Regions from separate parts of the Hordeum vulgare genome. Here region 1 is linked to region 2. The links are chromatin contacts, called in public Hi-C maps. All regions are on one chromosome and are shown on one strand. Each heading gives the region's core, a stretch centred on a gene start, on an enhancer-like site or on the middle of the called end of the contact. The rest is flanking DNA. Distances are from core to core; before and after follow the strand shown.

Region 1 (5,501 bases), core at 634-3,133, 250 kb after region 2:
AACATTCTTCTAGTTTCGTTGTCGGGGAGTGCTAGCAGCATTCTTCTGGTGTCATTGCAGGGGAAGGGTTGTTGTCACAGAATCAACATTCGTGTAGCTATTGCCAGAGAGTGCAAGTCAGGATGCGATGCTCCTAGTTCCACCTCGCGTGGTGCACCGGCGGGCTGACCTGCTGGCGAGGCGGACGGGAAGACGCTGGTGCATGGATAGGGACGGCGGCGGACTTGCCCTTGTCATTCACGGAGAAGAACCCCATAGTGGTGGTGGCTAGGGTTTGCCGCCGGCGGGGGAGCACGGGTGGCTAGATGAGGACGGAGGCGGCTTCTGGAAGAGGATGAAGCCGCCTTCCCCGCACACTCGGATTAAAAAAGGACGCTAGTGGGTCGCTCACGCATGGGTCCGCGGTGGGCGGGCGTCGTTAATAAAGATGTCGCTGGCTTTGATCGGGCGCCACGTTTGAACGGGCGTGGACATGAGAAGGCACGCACCGCGTCCGTTTTGTGTCCGCGTTGACGCATTTCAGGCGTAATTTTGGACCGAAAATGGGTCCGCACGCGATTTATGTTTGGATCGACGCGTTGGGTGTCACTTTTGTCCGCCGCGACCTAAACGGACGCAGGCGGACGGAATGGGTTGGGGCGTTGGAGTTGCTCTAACATCATATAGCGAAGCAGTTGGCTATAGTACACCCTCCGTTCCTAAATATAAGGTATATAGTTTTTTCAAAAAGTCAAACTTGTGTAGCTTTGACCGAGTTTGTAGATCAAAATATCGAGGTCTAGAATACCAAATCATTATCACTAGATTCATCATGCAATATATTTTAATATTATATATATATGGTATTGTAAATAACTATATATTTTGCTATAATGTTGGTCAAACATAGACATGGTTTGACTTTTTTAAAAACCTAATACACCTTATATTTAGAAACAGATGAAGTATTAGGCTGCTCATAATGGGAGTATCATATGTAGTATCATGCATGCCAATTAGACAATTTTGATCAGGTGTCATAAAATTAAATGAAGAAAGAGATGGTTGAGTATCATATCATGATACCGTATCATATTAAGTGATGTGCTACTATGTGTCCTGCATGACAATAAATGAACTAACTTATGATACTAACATATGATACTATGCATTATGGATGTGGTATCATGGACTAGTATCATATATATATACTCTCTCCGTTCCTAAATATAAGTCTTTTAAGCGATTTCACTAAGGGACTACATACAAAGCAAAATGAGTGAATCTATCCTCTAAAATATGTCTATATACATTCGTATATAGTCCTTTAGTGGAATCTCTAAAAAGACTTATATTATGGAACGGAGAGAGTATGATACTAGTATATGATACTACCATTACCGCCAGCCTTAGGGTCAGTTTTTTTTGATTTTTTTGAGCTTCTAGAATAAGCTGCCCCCTACCGAGCTTATTCTAGAAGCCAAACAAAAATATGTTTTTAGAAGTTTACAAGTCAAGTCTTAATTAGTAGACTTTTAAAAATATATATTTAATTTAGTTTCTAAAATAAGCTGGCAAAGGGTAACTTATTTCAGTTTATTTTAGAAGCCAGAAAAAGAAATGGCCCTTATCCATGCTCTAACATCGCAATTTAGCTGTCCCTCTTCGTGGTGATGGCAAGTACGTTGGCCCCAAGAGGACCCAGCATGTGGGTGACACCAACCGCCACAATTATATCGTTACAGGATATCAACCGTTAAGCCAACCTGTCCAGGCATCAGCCGGATGACACGCGGGCCCACCAACTAAAACAGTCACACTCCCCGCTCCCGCTGACATACTGGGTCCACATGCCAACCACGCGCGCGCCGCAGACAAGCTCTGTCCGGGCCGCACGCAGCGACGCGGGTTCAACTCGGGCACGCCTCCGAAACAGGAAGGAGACAAAAAAATAAAAAAATAAAACGCCGCCGAGTTCTTCTCCGGCGACGGCGGCGGCGGCGGGAAAACCCTAGGGTTGGGAGCCCCTGCGTGATCCCAGCGTACACGGATCCCCGGCCACCGCCGTCTTCTGCGCCGCGCGACTCCCCGTGCCCCGCGGCGGGCAGAGATGCGGAAGGCGATGGGGAGCGTGGACGATCTGATCGAGGAGGCCAAGGTGCGCACCGTGGCCTGGGCTCTCGGCATCTTCACCATCTCCTACTTCCTCACACGTAAGCTACGCTCCGCTCCGTTCCCCTCCCCCATTTGCCACCCTCGATCTTCGCTAAGTACGCGGCAATTGAAGACCGCCACCCCGATGCGGGATTGGATTGCTCTGGTAGGAATTGGATCGTCATGTCGTTGCATGCTTATCCGAGCTACGCACTAGAGATTATTTCTGCACGAGGATGTATTCGGCAGGGAATTTGGGTGTCTGCTGCTGTTGGATGCAGGTGTTGGAATTGTGAGGGAATTCGGTGGATAATGCATCAGAAATCTACACAATTGCTACCAGGATAACTAGAGCTTGTGTGCAAATTTGCTACGGAATGCATCTGACAGCTAGGAGTTTTGACCGCTATTGCTTGGGGACTTTTAAGCTGCTAGTTTCTGCTTGCCCTTGATTGGTTACTGCTTTTAGCGGTAGAGTTGAGAATTGGGATCATTAGGAAGCGGATTTGCTCGGTTATATCAAAACTCCAAAAAAATTCTTAAATTTGTGCGATAATGTATTTTCGTAAGTCGTTTGATGGATCTCTAAATGCACTAGAATGCAAGTAGTGGTTAGTGTACCAATGATGCCTTATTTGTTGATCTTCTAATTTTACAGTGTTTGCTTTGGATCAGTATAAATGAGGCCGATCAAACCTACGTACACCAATGTGTTCGTGCTGAATGAGTCAAAATAGGCTTTTAGCATTTCGTGTGAGTAGATTACTTGTGAATTATGCGCAACATATTTCCTCAGCCCATTTTCCAGTGGAAATAAATGAGCAAGATTTAGCTTCAGAGGTGGTAAAGAGAAGAATAGGCCAATCTTCATTCACATATTTAGTTTGACTACCCCCCTCCCTCTTTTATTTTGGCTTCACTGCGTCGTTCACCAATTTGTTGGCAACCAAGAAGAAGTTGTCTATGGTTTGTTCTCGTATTTTCATGCAGCTATTGATTTTTACATCATTTGTAGCTCTCATCTTGCATATACGGCCTTGCTGACATTTATCATCTTCTTTCTTTGAAATAGATACAAGTAAATCAATGTGGACAAATGTTCCCATGTCCATTCTTATACTTGCATTTCTCCGTTATGTCTCCTTCAAAGTGGAGTTCCGTTGGAGAAGTCAGCCTGTACCTAAGCAGCCATATTTGTCTCAAGCATCAAAACGACAGTTGTCTGCTAATGATCATCGGCTTTCAACTGTGCCACCAGTTTCAAGATGGAGAAGGAAAGTCGATTCGCCTGCTGTCGAGGCTGCTTTTGAAAGTTTCATTGATTTAGTTCTCCGGGACTTTGTCATGGACTTGTGGTATTCTTCTATTACTCCTGATAGAGAGGCCCCAGAACTGATACGTGGCTTAGTACTCCATGCCCTTGGTGAAGTATCAGGCAGGGCGAAAGAGATGAACCTAGTTGACTTGCTAACAAGGTGAGTAAAAAATTGATCTACTATCCAGGGTGTACTTATTTGGTAATCTGTGCGGAAAGTTAAAAGGTTTTCATTTTTCACTATTGCAGGGATATGTCTGATTTGATTGGAAAACATGTGGATATATTCCGAAAAAATCAGTCTCAAATTGGTGTTGATGTCATGGGAACATTGTCTTCCGAGGAAAGAGATGAGCGATTGAAACAACATCTAATAGTTTCACAGGAACTTCACCCTGCATTGTTATCTTCAGAGCACGAATACAAGGTAAGGGTAATACTTTTAGCTTTGTTGTAGTCCATTTATCCAACAAATAATATTTAAAGTGGGTTATAGGTTCTTCAAGAACTAGTTGGGGGCATTATGGCTCTAGTGTTGAGACCTCAAGATGCACAGAGTCCATTGGTTCGCTGCTTCTCCAGGGAACTTCTGACTTGCTTAGTCTTGCAGCCAGTGATGAACTTCGCAAGTCCTATGTAAGCTCTTAGTTCTTCACCTTGTTTTTATTTTGAGCTCTACCACATGCTCCTGTTTTCAATTAATCACCTTCTTGGTACTTCGGTTCATGTGGTCATGGTATGCTCAGAAGAAAGCCAATGCATTTTGTTTCTCAAGTTCTTCCTGGTTATTTTTCATCACCGTCTTAATATTCACAAAGTTGCATGCAATCAGTAGTTCAGTACATGTAATAAGCTTTTGTTTCAAATTGTTATAAGTTAGGACTGGTTCGGTAACTATATGTAACCTTGTTTTTTCTCTTACCTGTACTAAACCTATCCCTAATTCATCTTCTCTCTTTTCCTAGTTATGTGAACGAGCTAATTATCTACTTCCTAAACAACCAAGACACAAACATTGGAGGCAGCGTAAACAAGACTAATACTGTAGTTGGAGTAACAAATGATCATTCATCTTATAAAGGAGGTTCGCAGGGTCATCAAATGGAATCACAAAAGTTGTCTGCAGAATCAAGTGGCTCAGTACTAGCAAATAGTTCCGGGATGACTTCCCTTGAGGATGATAAGTCAAAAGTGTTAGTCGATGACCATGGGAAGACTGTCCTGCCTCGTCAGGCAGATTGGGCAGTGGTATTGGATGCAGCTACTAAAAGGCGGTCTCAGGTTCTTGCTCCGGAGAATCTTGAGAACATGTGGGCTATTGGGAGAAATTACCAAAAGAAAATGGTGAAAGTGGAACATCCATCAAAAGGAAAAGGTGCAGGAGGGGTTGATAGCGTTCGAAATGCAGTAGTGGCTGGAAAAGAGTTATCCCCTAACTTTAACGAGAGAGTTACATCGGTTGATGACAAATACATGGTTAATTTGATGCAAGGTTCAAATAGGAATGCTCAGTCCACTTTTGTCACAGGCAGTCACCCACTTGTTTCGCAAAATACATATGAAGTAAAGTCAGAGCACCCTGAAGCTGTCAAGAACACAAAAGCTCAGCTAAAGCGGTCTAATAGTAGTCCTGATATGGAGAAAAGACATTTGGCCAAAAGTAAGCAAACTGGGCTATCCAGTGAAAGCTTAAATGCAAGGACCATTCAAGAGGACAAAGGTTCTGTTCCTTCCTCACATGGCGAGGTACTAATGTATGCTCCAAAGATAAGGTGTCGGGTACGTTTTGCTGATCCCATCACAGCCACTCTTTTCAATATCCTTTTTTCTTCAGAAATTGAGAATTATATGATTGGTTGGTACTACTGAATAAATGAATTTAAACCATATAATATTATTGTGTAATTAGCACTTACCAGTGACTAAACTATTTCTGTATTGAAGGCTGCTATAATAGTTATAATAGTAAGCACAATCTGTTCTGAGATAGTTCCAGGCATTGATAACAATCACATGCTAATTGCTGCTTGTGTTCTGAAAGTCCATGGTAATT
Region 2 (5,604 bases), core at 332-2,831:
TTCAGTGTGACAAGGGTAGTAGGCTGCCTACAGAAGCGTGTTTTTAGGCTGTGCAACTCTTCTTCTGCTTTGATTTCACTAAAATGAGGCCTAGAAGGCAGACTTGTAGATCTTAGACGGCAAGACATATTTGTGATGGTTGGTGTGAATGAGTGATGGAAGAGAAGAGGAAGGAAGAAAAGTTGCATACCGTTCAGCTCTTCAGGCGCACTCCATTTATAGTTGAGAATCACAAAGCCAATGGAAGCGAAGCCAGTGATCATCTAAACAATATGGAGCAAGTTTTGCGCTACAGTTATATGGCGTAGCTGTTAGTGTCATAGACAAGTCTATGTTGTTTCATCTTGTTTGTGCAACAGGCATCAATAAGTGAGCTTACAAACAGGCGATGCCCCTACAATTGGTGGCAAAGCATATGCACGAGTGTTTAACATTACTCAGAATTAATCTACATTGTCGACTGATACGCAGCAACCAAAAGAAAAGAAATGTGAGCTGTGGAATTTGCGTTTGTTGGAGGACCGCTCGCTATCTACAGAATGATCCACGACCCATGCATCAAAATTCTGCAAGCATGCTTCGATGCCATGTTCCGATTGTTCCAGGCAGAATAAACCGCACGGGTGTCCCATTTTCTGCTTGATAGAGGTCAAGGGGGCAGAAATAAGAAGATAGTAAGGTCTGCTAGTTGACTCAACCTCCAGGAATGTGCTCACCTAGTTCAGGTCATGAACTGTCCACCTCTTGGAGTTGCCCTGGCATACTGGCATGTCGTGGCCACCTGTGACAAGATCCACCACACAATGATCTGCAATCTTGGCCATGTGAAATGGAATCAATTAGTGAAAAACTAGACCACATACTTGAATCCACCATATGCAGTTGAAATCAGGCCGAACAAAGATAGGTTACCGTCATGAGTGCGGTAATTCTGCTTGGCAGGCCATAACAGGGAGAAAAGGCGCAGGCATCATCTAGTCGGTCGTGCACAAGGTATACTGACAAACAATACTTAATGGCCTTCATCTCCGAAATACCCAATAATGATGAGGTTCTTCTCAGAACGAAATAAATAATCGATGAGCTTCTGCGACTGTCATGAAGAGTTGGATGTCAACCGCATCATCAGAGAGCGCTGCTATTCAGGAGCATCTTCCATCCTCATCGAAGTTGAGAAGAGACACCCTGCTCTACCTCACTGCAGGAAATGCTGCTCTGCTCCCCACGTTTGCCAGAATTAGGCGCGGCGGTTTGCCTGCAAAAAGAAGCCCGCGGCGCATCGCACGGCAGCAGCAGCCGCTCATCACCGTCGCCCTGAACCGCATGTTTCCGTCGAAAGAAACTTCCTTGAATGGCGAAAAAGGGCTCCGCACCCGCGAGATCCAGCGATTTGAAAGACCGTGCAAACACGACGTCGTCCCTCAACTACTGCAGCAGTACGAACATGCGGTGGACGAAGTAGGACGAGGCGGCGGCGGCGGCGGCGGCGCGACGTGAGGAGAGGGGAATGGAGTAGGGATTGAAGTCGACGGGGCAGGAACCGGGTCCGCGTGGCAGCGATGATCCCAGTTCTTGGTATGAATAAGCTGTTAGGAAGAGTGTAGCAAGAAGGGCATTTGGTCTAGTGGTATGATTCTCGCTTAGGGTGCGAGAGGTCCCGAGTTCAATTCTCGGAATGCCCCAATTTTTTTCGTTTTATTTTTCATTTTTTCACAGTTTGGGTTTGCCTTTTTTCCAGACTTTCGGATTATTTCTCTTTGAGTACGCATGCACCGGTGTAAATAATAAAGTTCACAGTTTAGGTTTGCTTTTTTTTTTTGTTTGACAGCAACTGTTTTCTTTTGCTTTTGCTTTGGCTCGTTGCACAATTTGAAGATAGGGATGTGGACGTAGATTATTTCTCTCTGACTTCACATGCATCAGTGTGAACAATAACATTTAAAGAAATATTAAATATTTCAAATTTGTTTGGAACAAACATGGTTGCATGTTGTAGCTATGTGTAAATTTTTGTGAAAGTGAATTGAACTTGTTTCTGCTCTAGAAAGAAAATGATGCTCTTAAATGGTCATTTTGTAAAAAAAATTGGAGACTGATTTTTCTCACCATGAATATTATTTCTTCATAAGGGTATCTCCACTCGCGCCCCCAACAGCCCCCCCCCCTCCCCCAGACAGGGACGATTCTAGGGGGGAGGGGGGGGGGCTAGAACCCCCCTAACAAATTAATTTTTCTACAATGATAATGGTTGTTGTGGTAAAAAAATTCAATTCATATGAACCTTGCCCCCTCCATGAACAAACTTGCCCCTCCTATGCTTGCATGCTGGCTCCGTCCCTGCCCCCAGGCCCCTTTTTAGACATTGGCGGTAAAAAATCCTCCTAGTCGCGCCCCCAGGGCATCGTTTTTGGCCGGTTGGGCCCATTTTATGGGTCGACGATCCCAGGCCAAACCTAGCGCGTTGGGGGGGCAGTTGGGTGGTCCGGCGGAAGGAAAAGTGGCGTGTGGGACGCCATTGTCAGGCGAGAAACGCCTTTCCTCCGCCAGATTCGCCCTCCCGCGCCACAGGAAGCCTCGCCGTCATGCCAATCCCGGTGCTGCCCACCTGCCCACAGCCGCTACCCCGCTGGTAGAAAAGGTCATTTCCTCGCCGGTTTCATGGCAGCATCCATCCCACTCTCTTGGGCGAGCTTTTCAGACCATTCACCGACGGCTTCCCACCCACCATGCCCGCGAGGTGTTCGGCAATTTGCCGGCACGGACATGGACTCAGACAACGAGGACGCATTCGTGGCTTTGATGGAGGAGGAAGTCGAGGACGACACGTCGATGAAGAACACCTCATGATCCTCGTCGCGCTGGCCGGCCTCTTCGCGAACTTTGCCAAGCCGCAGCGAGGTGGCTCGGCGTCGGGAGGGCTATTGCGTGCTCTACACCAACTACTTTGCCGACGCTCCTCTGCATGGAGAGAAAGTATTTTGACGTCGTTATCGGATGGGCCGAAATGCCATCCGGGAGTTGGACAGCTATTTCATTTGCAAAAAGGATTGCACGGGTACGGTACTCCAGAAGTGCACCACAGCTATGAGGATGCTTGCGTACGGAGATCCCGGTGATATACATGAAGACTATGGACGCATGGTTGAGCCCACCACCATTGAATGTTTGTACAAGTTCTGCAAGGCAATGGTGGCAGTGTTTGGGCCACAATACTTGCGATCACCCAATGCTGAAGACACTGCTCGGATCCTAGCACAGAGTGCAGAAAGAGGATTTTTTGGGATGCTTGGAAGCATCGACTGCATGAATTGGGCATGGAAAAAAATGTCCATTTTCTTGGCACTAGATGTATAAAGGCACCAAAGGAGGTTGCAATGTGGTACTTGAGGCAGTGGCCACGTAGGACCTATGGATTTGACACTCCTTCTTTGGCATGCCAGGAACTCACAATGAAATCAACGTACGACAGTGTTGGAATGTCTTTGCAAAGCTTGTTGAAGGTCATGCTCCTCCGATGAACTTCGAGCTCAATGGGTGCCACTACAACAAGAGATACTATATCTAGCGGATGGTATCTATCCGAGATGGTCGACATTTGTGAAGAATATCTCAAACCCTGTGCCAGGAGGCAAGAAGTCACACTTTGCTAAGTGTTAGGAGGCTTGCAGGAAGAATGTCGAGCAAGCATTTGGTGTGCTCCAATCTCGATTAGCTGTTGTCCGGTAGCCTTCTCTGACCTGGTCGAAATCTCACATGTGGGAGGTGATGAATTGATGTGTCATCTTGCACAACATGATCATTGAGATCGAGAAGGAAGAGCGAGTGTTTGACACTGAACCATATTTTAGTCAGGGTCCTCTTGCAGTTGTTGATCACGTGGTACTGGCAACATGGGTTGCCTTCCTCAATATGCGTCAGGAGATCCGAGACCCACAGGTGCATCAACAACTGCAGGACGATCTGGTGGAGCACCTATGGAGGCTCAAAGGAAATACCTAGTTCGATTTGTTTTAATTTGTGTTTGAATTATGATGAGCTTGCTTTGTTGAACTATTTGATTTGTATTGATTTCAGTGATGAACTTTGTCATAAAAATAGTTTTTGTTGAATTTGTGTCAAAAGTGAGCCAAAATCGGGCCGAATTTTCGGTGAAATTGGGCCAAAAGCATCTGCTGGGGGCGACCTTGGAGGTCAGGTGGGAACCCGATCCCCCCCCCATGCCGAATTTAGTGCCGGTTCGCCCCAAGCGGCGCTATTTCAGGCCCTTGGGGGCGAACGGCTGGAGATGCTCTAATACTTTGTGCATAAGTAGAGCGTTCAAGCGTGTTTGTCGACATAAACATTCATATTCTTTAAAAAAAATATTTCTTTCCTTTTTAGGATTTTACTGCCTACCCGGGTGTCGGGGGGATGATCCCCGGGTACCCCAAAGATGACGATTCGGACGGAGTGCCCGCCTGACTGGGCCAGCTGCTCCGGTTCCCACCCCCGATCGGCTGCTCTGACCAGCCGGCTGCCCGGAGTCAACTACGACGTCCCATGGGACACGCGCGGTTGAGACGACCAACGTCATGCAACTCCATATATAGTGTAACTTGTCCCCTGGGGGTTGGTTTATAAAGCGCCCCAGGGGACAAGCACAACCTAGCTCTCAAGCTACGTTCAACTTGGCATGTAAGCTACCCATTATAGCTTATATCCCGAGCAACTTGACATGTAAGCTACCCAGTGTAGCTTACATGTCAAGCCACCCATTCCATGTCTATATAAGAGGCTCACTATGTGCCCTCTTAGGGACTCCATTCACTCTCCCTCTCACACATACATGAGGCTAAGGAAGGAAGCACTCAACTCCCTCTCCTCCCTCTAACATGCAGGAGTAGGGGTATTATCTATCCGGAGAGCCCCGAACCTGGGTAAACCACCGCGTGCTATTACCCTATCCCGTCCTGGATCTCCACGACAGCCTTGCCCTCACCTCTTTAAGCCATCCCATGGCATCTGCCGTGACAGGGTACCCCCTGTGGGAAAACGACGACATCGGGGTTCATATGAGTTTGGGATTAGACAAACACTTCCATAGGGATGTGTTCATCAAATTTCATTACTTCTCGCATGGGCAAGATCCAATGCATTATTTTAACTAGATGATCTGTTGCGCCAATTGGCGCAAATACTAACTAAAATTCGGAAGTTAAGCAAACCGTGGCAAGGTTTTTGCCTTCAAATATTTGCAAATAATTATGTTCATACTAGCATTCATTGATAGAAACGTGGTGTAAATGTTGGACTTATTTTTCTTGTGTTCTGTTAGGCGGGTTGTTGGTCCGTGTCGTGACATGTCTCTACTGCATCCCCTTGACAGGAAGGCTCTATTGACCCGGATGGTTTGTGATAAGGTGATATGTTGCGCCAAGGCACAGAGACCAACTGAAATAGGATAATTGATTATATACCCCTAGTTGGGTCACACTCGACTGGTTTGCCCCTCATTTCTCAAAACACGCGGTATTTTCCAACTCATGTAGCTTTGCTTGCGTTTTCCCCCTTCCGGCACGGTTCCGTCCAGTCAACCAGTTTGTCCTCCTTAGTGAGGTCAATATC

What was found. A called contact is a pair of places that touch in the nucleus more often than the background predicts.
Region 1: a contact with region 2 is called in a Hi-C map of seedling, with 3 times the contacts expected there. The contact joins the promoter of LOC123448013 here to the promoter of LOC123448008 in region 2. A contact is called at or near these places in 3 of 6 Hi-C or Micro-C datasets (leaf and seedling) and 1 of 1 datasets of contacts at active chromatin or transcription factors (embryo).

What each region holds. Positions count from the first base shown.
Region 1 is chr4H:97,726,247-97,731,747 of MorexV3_pseudomolecules_assembly, forward strand. LOC123448013 reads left to right here and starts at 1,884. Exons shown (of 15, transcript XM_045124770.1): 1 at 1,884-2,192; 2 at 3,206-3,608; 3 at 3,698-3,875; 4 at 3,945-4,084; 5 at 4,414-5,227. The coding sequence starts at 2,090.
Region 2 is chr4H:97,477,352-97,482,955 of MorexV3_pseudomolecules_assembly, forward strand. LOC123448008 reads right to left here and starts at 1,582. Exons shown (of 13, transcript XM_045124765.1): 1 at 913-1,582; 2 at 717-808. TRNAP-AGG (a tRNA gene) reads left to right here and starts at 1,611; the gene lies at 1,611-1,682.